2 separate regions of the Canis lupus genome follow, and region 1 is linked to region 2. The links are chromatin contacts, called in public Hi-C maps. All regions are on one chromosome and are shown on one strand. The core of a region is the stretch at or near the end of the contact, and the rest is flanking DNA. Distances in the headings are between cores, read along the strand shown.

What was found. A called contact is a pair of places that touch in the nucleus more often than the background predicts.
Region 1: a contact with region 2 is called in a Hi-C map of blood, with 2.6 times the contacts expected there. The contact joins the enhancer-like site here to the promoter of KLF7 in region 2. A contact is called at or near these places in 2 of 9 Hi-C or Micro-C datasets (amygdala and blood).

Annotation. Positions count from the first base shown.
Region 1 is chr37:15,725,815-15,730,140 of UU_Cfam_GSD_1.0, reverse strand. No RefSeq gene overlaps it. Among named protein-coding and RNA genes, the nearest start is that of CREB1, 57 kb to the left of the region's middle. Within about 2 kb of position 1,905, at least 4 of the 20 cell types and tissues checked have an H3K27ac peak or open chromatin away from gene starts, as enhancers often do. A contact at or near this core is called in blood, where this site is marked.
Region 2 is chr37:15,470,069-15,474,300 of UU_Cfam_GSD_1.0, reverse strand. It overlaps KLF7 (Krueppel-like factor 7), which reads left to right and starts at 2,737. Exons shown (of 5, transcript XM_038585552.1): 1 at 2,737-3,061. LOC119867945 (a long non-coding RNA gene) reads right to left here. Exons shown (of 2, transcript XR_005385289.1): 1 at 4,198-4,232; 2 at 89-3,089.

The DNA of each region.
Region 1 (4,326 bases), core at 656-3,155, 260 kb before region 2:
GAGAATCTTGTTGTTGAGAAGTTGGCCATGAGAGGGCAGCATTGCCCACACTAATCACATTACGGCGTCTAAATTGGAACCTCGCAGATAATTGTTTGGAGGGTCTTCCACCATTTGGTTTCAAACACAAGGAATAATAAGAGAAGCAGCATTATTTATGCTGAAAGAGTCACCATTTTTTTCAATAAAACATCTTTATCTTCTGGTGTAGGCAGCCATTAGGACAGGCTGTTCATGTCTTACAACAGCACATACCTTTCCTCTTGTGTTCCTTTCTTTTTTTCTTTTCCAGTGCGTCTCTTTCACATTCTGTTCTGGTTCCGTAGTTTTATTTCTTATTTATTTTGTTTATTTTGATTTTAGTTTTTAAAAAAATTTGTTTATTTTTAATAAAGGTTTTATATATTTATTCAAGAGGGATACAGAGAGAGAGAGAGGCAGGGACACAGGCAGAGGGAGAAGCAGGCTCCATGCAGGGAGCCCCATGTGGACTCGACCCCAGGACCCCGGGATCAGGCCCTGAGCCAAAGGCAGACGCTCAACCACTGAGCCACCCAGGCGTCCCTGATGATTTCTTTTTTTTTTTTTTTTAAATCACCCAGCTCTTTAATGATCCTGGCCGTATTCTTTAACCCCAGGGAACCTCAGCTTCTCTGTGAACCCCCCTTCCCCGACACTGGCAGCCTGGGCTGGTGGATAAAACTTGGCATCACCTGCGGGCAGGTGTTGGTCCTGCTTCTTAGAGACCCACTTTTACCCACCTGTGAACCGCGTCTACTGTCACAGGGCTGTAGTGAAGATGTCCTTTTATAATGGATTTTATAAATGCCTGGAACATGGGGAGTGCTCAGTGAACATCAAAGGAATAGCGATGTGTGTGTTTTTAATTGAATGAGTTGCTAACATTAAAAGAATCTGTTGGGGATCCCTGGGTGGCTCAGTGGTTCAGCGCCTGCCTTCGGCCCAGGGCCTGGTCCTGGAGTCCTGGGATTGAGTTCCACATTGGGCTCCCTGCATGGAGCCTGCTTCTCCCTCTGCCTGTGTCTCTGCCTCTCTCTCTCCCTCTCTGTGTCTCTCATGAAGAAATAAATAAAATCTTAAAAAAAAAAGAATCTGGAGAGATCGCATACAATTTCTTGCTGATCCGGTTTCCTTCATGCATATTACTCACTTGCCTGGCTCCCGTGAACACCGGGGTTCCTGCACACCCCTGTATACTTCAGTTTCCCACTGTCCATTCATCGTCTTCAGATAATTCACCCCGGCCTGCGAGAGCAGCTGAAGGGAAGAAAACTTTATTTTTGCCCCTGGTTTCAGGAGCTCATTGCACCGGGGGCCTAAGAATGCTGCAGAGTCTTTAATCTAAACAATCCCAAACCCTCAGCGCTGCAATGGATCTAATTTGTTTCTTTTGTCAGATTTCATTTTGAGGTTGAAGCTTTTGAGAGACTAGGAAAGGGCATTTTGTATGGGAAATTTGGTTTCCTTCTTTCCCTGTGGCAGGTTGGGGAGGGGTCAGGATTGTCAAGCTCGGGGAGGACACCTGGGGTCTGATGGTAGAACCAAATGTCACTAGGGACCCACTCAGGAGAGGTACACTGTTGCCCCTTTATTTTGGAAAATAAAGCCCTCCCACCCTTACCTGTTAGGGTTTTCTTAGTTTTGGTTTTAACCTTGAAAAAAATTGTGTGATTTATAAAATAAGGTATCAAGGTTATTTCCTCCCAGCAGCTTTGCCCTCCCCAGGAGCCCCAGGTGGGGGGTGGAGGAAGGATTTAGTGACCCTCTCCTCTGACTTCTAGAACTGTGCTATGTTACCAAAGGAAACCACTGCTCATTTACCTAACCCTTTGCCGTTAGATGTCCAGAGGTGAATGCACTTGTTGGAACTGCTCTCAGGGTGGCAGCAGACACTCAGAATGCTGTTTCTATTTGACTTCCTGCATTTTCTGCTCATTGAAAAACACAGCACACAGAGGGGCTGCTGCGAGAACACTTTTCAGCCTATAAATCGGGGCTAGAGGAGATGCTTAATTAAATCAGTCGGGAGGTTACAGGAAGGAAAAGCAGATCTCTCCTCCCAGAGTTGACCTGGTTCAAGTAATGTGGCAGCAAGAGAGCTTGGAAATGTGTTAGTAGGACTAATGCAAATATACTAGAGTCAGGCACTTCCCTGCCAGCCTAACAAGCAAGAGATTGGATGGAGAGACGGACCAACTTGGGCTTCGACCTTCCAACCTAATTCTGTGTGCAAGAGACAGACGTGTGAAGACGGCTGGAGAGAGGCTGAATGGCTCTGTTTCAGTTTATAGTGCAAAGGACAGGCTTTCTTAAATGAACTCTATTCCAACAGCATCCTGTTATTTGGTGGCCAGGACTTGGGAAGCTAGAGGCAGTCTTATATCTGGACTCTGCGTTTGAAGGGGCGAATCATTACCTAAAACCTACCAGTTCATTGGTGGGGCAACCTGGTTTCAAATTTGGGGTTGTAGACAGTGGAGCCAGCAACCAAGGAAAGCACGTCTCTGCAGAAGGGGAAGCAAGCAGGCTGCATGTATGTAGGCTGGGGCGGCAGGCATGTCCCCAGCTCAGCCTGCCATGTGCAGGAAGGTTCCACGCGACCCAGCTGCACCCTCCTTTCTCCTTGAGCTCTCTCTGAGGTTCATGGGTGATCATGTGGCACCTCTCAATAACTTGCTCTCTCCATGCCTCCCCTCATTCAAAGATAGGATCATGATATGGAAAGAAAAAGATCAGGACACAAATGTCAGCATTTGGCTTAGGCCAGAAGACAGGAAGGCTAATGAAGTGACTTGGACTCAGGCCAAGCAGCATGGGATGCTAGAACCCTGGTCATGATCGTATGGCCCAGTCTAAAGCACACAAGTATGGTGACGAATGTCATGTAGGGAAGGAAAACAGTTTTCCTTTGCTCTCTCAGGGTCCCTGGCTGAGTCTGAAAATTAAACCAACAAAGATAGATGAATAAGAGAAAAGATACACATTTATTTAACACCAGTTTTATGCAACATGGGAGTCTTCATCAGGAAAAGGCCCGAAGAAATGGTTAAAACTGAGTGTTTCTATGCTCTGTTGGATGAAGACTGGAGAGCCATGGAAAGATATGATAGAGCAGAGAGTAGGGGCTCAAAGCAGTGAGCTGGGGGTGGGGGGTGGGGGGGGAACATAGCAAGGTCTGTTGGTTTGGGTTCCTTTCAGTGTCCCTCCGTCTTGGGAGATAACGATGCTCCTTTCTTCCACTTATGGGGAGGGCACCGCTCACGTGAGACTCTTCTGTATGACCTGCTTCAGGCAGGAAGAGCAGGTCAGCAAGTCTTCCTACACCCCCTGATTCTCAAACACCTAGAGCTTAAAAATATTAGGTAGACGAAGGTGCATATCTTAGGGTAACATATCCAAAACTCCATCAGTCATGATCCGAAACAAAGGAGTCAGTGTCTTGGAATCATTACCCACCCCCTCACATCTATACTCATGTATTGATTATGTGTGTTTTTCATTCATAATTTTCCATGACTCATTATTTCCCGTGATACATCCATATCAACCCCGTTAGCCCCTTTGGATCTATTTGTTAGCTGGATCAATTCTTGTTAGGACTTGAGGTTAAGTTAATAGTCAGAGTAGGAGGGAAGGAGAGCTTTGGGGCAGGCATTTATTCACATCTGCATCTGAGTAGATAGACACGAACCACCCCCTTCACCTTTCCTGTGTCATCCCTTCCTCTCTGGCACTGTCTTGTTCCCCAACCCCCTCCTCCTGTTTTCCTCTCCCTTACAAACTACAGAGGGGATCTGAACAACACAGTTCAGGTTTGTGAAAGAGGGCAAGGGTTTGCCTCACACTAAGCAGCAGAATGAACAGCGAAGAAACGAACAGATAAGGGATCAGAAGTGGAGAAATAAAAACAGCAAAGTCAAAAGGTGTGTGCGAGGCCTGCAGAGCAGGGGAGCTGAGGCAGGGAGTTAAGATCCAGCGCTGATGCAATGTTTGGCTTGAGCAGTTGCCCACCTGTCTGGCCTCAGCCGTAAACTCAAGGGCCAGACTGGATGTGCTCTAGGGCTGACCCTGGGGCTCCATGAGCCCACCAACCAGGGAGACACAGTTTGCAACTTAAAACTCCTGTGGCATGCTTTTAAAGTTAATTTATTAAAAAAAAACTGCCTCTGATCTGTATATTTCTACCCCATTATCAATGCTGTTATAGATGAATGGCTTATTAGAACCAATCTCAAAAAAAAAAAAAAAAAAAAAAAGGCACCAAAAGGCAGAAAAATGAAACAGGCGATGATACTAGTAGACTCA
Region 2 (4,232 bases), core at 1,488-3,987:
AGGTGCTTCACATTTGGTAAAAACAAACAAACAAAAAACACCCAACCCCCCCCCCAAAAAAATTCCAATTAAGCCAACAATAATCTTCTTGATTTATTGTTTATTCATTCCATAATTACACATAATTGTACTTACAACATAAATCTTGTTCCATAAAAGATAGACTAAATGCATTTTAACGACATTGACTTTTATTTTCAAGTAAAGCCCAGTTTTCACCAATTGCTCTGAAATTTGGTCTCTGCTTTAAGTAGATTTATTTTAAGGAGGTTTTACCAGTGCTAATCACACAGTGCTAATAAGGACTTCCTGTACTAATGAATCAGACTTTTCTAGTAGAAACACTCTGATGTCTTGGTTGTGTCTATTTACATATTACATTTTCATAAAATGCTGTTCATAAAATAGTTTCATTTCTTAGTTTTGGTGGCATGGGGAGGGGGCGGTTAACATGATTTACTCTTTGGTGTTTCCTGGTTAACATTATTTACTCTTTGGTGTTTCCTATAGGATAACTTCTAAAGGGTGATATTATTAAAAATAGTATAAGTGTCTCATAAGATAATATATGCGGAGGACACAGACTTTGGAGTCATCTTGGATTCAGACCTATATTTGAATCTGCTTCTGCCACTTAACAGACATATGATAATGGGTAAATTGTGTTCTCTCTCTGAACTTTGATACCTTCATCTGTGAAAATGGAGTCATGATAGCTCTGTCACAAGACTGTGGTGAAGACCAGATGAGAACATCTATAAAATGCCAGGTATAGAGAAGGCATTCAATATATGGTGCTTAGAGCCGTGCTGTTTATTTTTGGTTTGTGTGACTGCCGAAGTTTCCGGTGATCTTAATTTGTTGATTATTTTGTACATTCAGGTTCTTTGTGTGTGTTTTGCAATGTGAACAAACGTAGGGTCTCTAGGCTATAAAAAGTAGCTAAGTATGACTGATATTGATAATGGGCCTTTAGAAGTGCCTCACTGCATAAATTTCTTAGCATGAATTCTAAAATATTCTACAAAACTTTGAAAAAAGTCATAATGAGATCTTCAGGATTTATATTGTAAGATTTTGGTTAAGTTCTTCTGGAAGTTGGATGACTGATATTACATGGACAAAAACCTCAAAGGAAGCCCCCCCTTCTCTACACCCAAGCATTTTTGTAAACAAATCTTGACTTAAAACAAGAAACTTGGGCAGCCTAGGTGGCTCAGCGGTTTAGCACTGCCTTTAGGCCAGGGCCTGATCCCGGAGACCCAGGATAGAGTCCCCCGTCCAGCTCCCTGCATGGAGCCTGCTTCTCCCTCTGCCTGTGTCTCTGCCTCTGTGTGTGTGTGTCTCTTATGAATAAATAAATATATATATAAAAACAAAAACAAAACCCAAGAAACTTAAAAGTTTTTCACTACACCGAGACCCCCATGCAAAGCAGTCTTGAAAGTCAGACGTTCCTACATTTGAGCCCCTCCTCAGCTGCTTCCTAGTTGTAGGACCTTGACCAACCCAATATTTCTAAGCTTGCATACCGTCATCCATAAAGTTGGATATAACAAAAGTCCCTGCCTCACGTTGTTGTGAGGATGAAATGAGACACTGTATATAATAAAAGCCCACTGTATGGGCTTATGTGCCCACACAGCCTGGTACACTCAAAGTGTTTAACTAGTTCACTATTATCTGTAAAATCTTCAAACCCAAGTTAACAAAAATGTCATATTTCGCTCAAAAATAGCAATGGTGTAACACAAAAAAACAGAAATCAAGTTCACTTGAGTTCACACATCAAATTATATGCTTTGGCTTTGCCTAGTGTTTTGCCTCTTGAGTTCCCTATGTCTCAGTTCCTTTACTTCCTCTGTTCACTCAAGAACTTGCAGAACATGAAGACTCCTAACTCTGGGAAACGAACTAGGGGTGGTGGAAGGGGAGGAGGGTGGGGGGTGGGGGTGAATGGGTGACGGGCACTGAGGGGGGCACTTGACGGGATGAGCACTGGGTGTTATTTTGTATGTTGGCAATTTGAACACCAATAAAGAATAAATTTATTATTTAAAAAAAAAAAAAAGAACTTGCGCTTTCCCAAGGCCTCTTCCGTATCCCCCCACACGCGAGAAACACATTTGTAATACTTATTACAAATTGGCAAGAGGCTTCTCTCTCTCTCCTCTTTCTCCAAGAATCTGGTATGTCCCCCCATGGGTCTGATTAGTTCAGATATATTATTTAGTTGACTCAGTTATCACCGGGAGATGATAATGGCTCAACATTTAGTATCCACCTAATAGCCCCATATGCTATGGCAGGTGAGTTACAGACGTTACTTGCAGTCCTCATAACCACCCCGCAAGGCAGAGCCCACTCTCTCTGTTTCTGAGGCGGTAATTAGAAGGTCTGGGCCCCTGAGCTCAAAGCCACACCAGTAAGCGACCAGTAAGCAGCAGCACCAGCGACCCTAAGGATCAAGTTAAGGCATTAGTTGGGATGTGATGGCCCTAAGCGGTTTCCTACTTCTGGGAAAGGCCCACCTGGCCTTTCAAAGAGAGGCCTCCTCATCCTGGTGCAAACACACGCGTGTGGTAGCCGGATGTCCCCTGATTCAGGTACGACGTTTAACTTTGTCATGTCATTCATCCCCTAGCACCACAGATGTGTCTACATAACACTAAACATCTCCGCACGTCCCGTGCACATAAACGCCAGCCAACGTGCCAGCTGCACTCCCACAGTGGACGCTGTAGGTCTGACCCACAGAATTCCAGACGTCGCCAAGTAGAGAAACTGGGCTCTCCCCAGACCCAGTAATTCCTGTTTAATTTCCCCGGGCGAAGTACTGAATTTCGAATCGTGCTCCTTCTAGAAAGCAGAATTTCGCAAATATCACGAGGCGGAGTCCCACAGAGTCAGGAGCGGGAAGCCGAGGAGGGCGATTAGGGTGGATGTCGCTGCTCTCGCGACGACGGGCACAGGGAAGTCTCTCATCGGACTCTGCAGTCCTTCCAGCAATGGAAGCTCAGCGCACGGCGCATTTGGGGGAACCCTGAACGACACTAACCGCGTAAGGTCAAGCAAACAACGGGCGGGCCCTTAAAAAAAAAAAAAAAGTGCGTTGTGGAGGGTTTTCATCTGAGGTAAAAAAAAATTAGGTGCGTTGTGGAGGGTTTTCATCTGAGGTAAGAGCGGGTCTACTCCGACGTGCGGGCTCCGGAGTCCGGGTCCGCCTCTCGCCTCCCCACGGCTCGGCGGACACCTCTCTCCGGAGGCCACTTGGGGGGCCTCGGGCTGGCGCCCCCCTCAGCCGCGCGCCCCGCCCCCCCAGGCGCCTTCCTTCCCTCAGAGCCGCACTCGGGCGGACGCCCCCCTCGGAGCGCCTCCAACGGGCGAGCGGCCCCCGCAGGGCGGGGGGGGCGGGGCGGGGGCGGCGCGCACCGGGCGCGGGGGGCGGGGCGGGGAGGGGCGGGGAGCGCGCCGCGCGGGGGCGGGGGCGGGGGCGGGCGCAGGTCGCTCTCCGGGCGCCGCTCCCCTTTGTTCGGCTCCATTGTGTGCCCCTTCCTCCTCAGGCGCCTCTTCCGGCGCCCCGTGCGCAATTTGTGAAGGGGCTTTGGGTGCGTTTTTCTTTTCCTTTTTCTTTTTTGTCTCTCCCCCCCACCCCGCTCATCTCTTGGTCCGCGAGGCCTCCCGGGCACGCCTCTCCTCGCGGCGCCCCGCCGCGGCCCCCGAGCGCGGCCGAGGGAAGCGGGAGCGCCCCTCCCCCGACGGCGGCCCCGCCGCGCTCGCGCCCCGCGCCTCCTCCAGGAGGCAGCCTAACCCCGCTTCCCGACCCTCGACCCTCCCGCCGGGCCGCGCCCCCGCCCCTCCGAGGGGCGCAGCCTCCGGGGCTCCGGGCGCCGGAGCGAGGCCCGGAGGCCGGCGCGCCGCCCCAGCCCGGCCGCCTCGGCGTCCCGGGAGCCGGCGCGAGCGTCGCCGCGGCCCTCCCCGTCCCTCGCGCTCGCGCTCCCGCTCCCCGGCCGCCGCGCGGCCGCCTCAGCCCCCTTATATAGCCCTCTAAAAATAGCTCGCCTCGCACCGCCTTGTAAGGCAGCAGGGAGATCCGCGGCCGGCCAATCGGCGCTCGCCGCCAGGGCCAAGCCCCGCCCCGGGCCCCGCTCCGCGCTCCCCATTGGTCCTCAGTGACTTCATGAGCCCCCTGTTTACCTTACATGGTCACACGCGGCCTAATGGACGCCCTC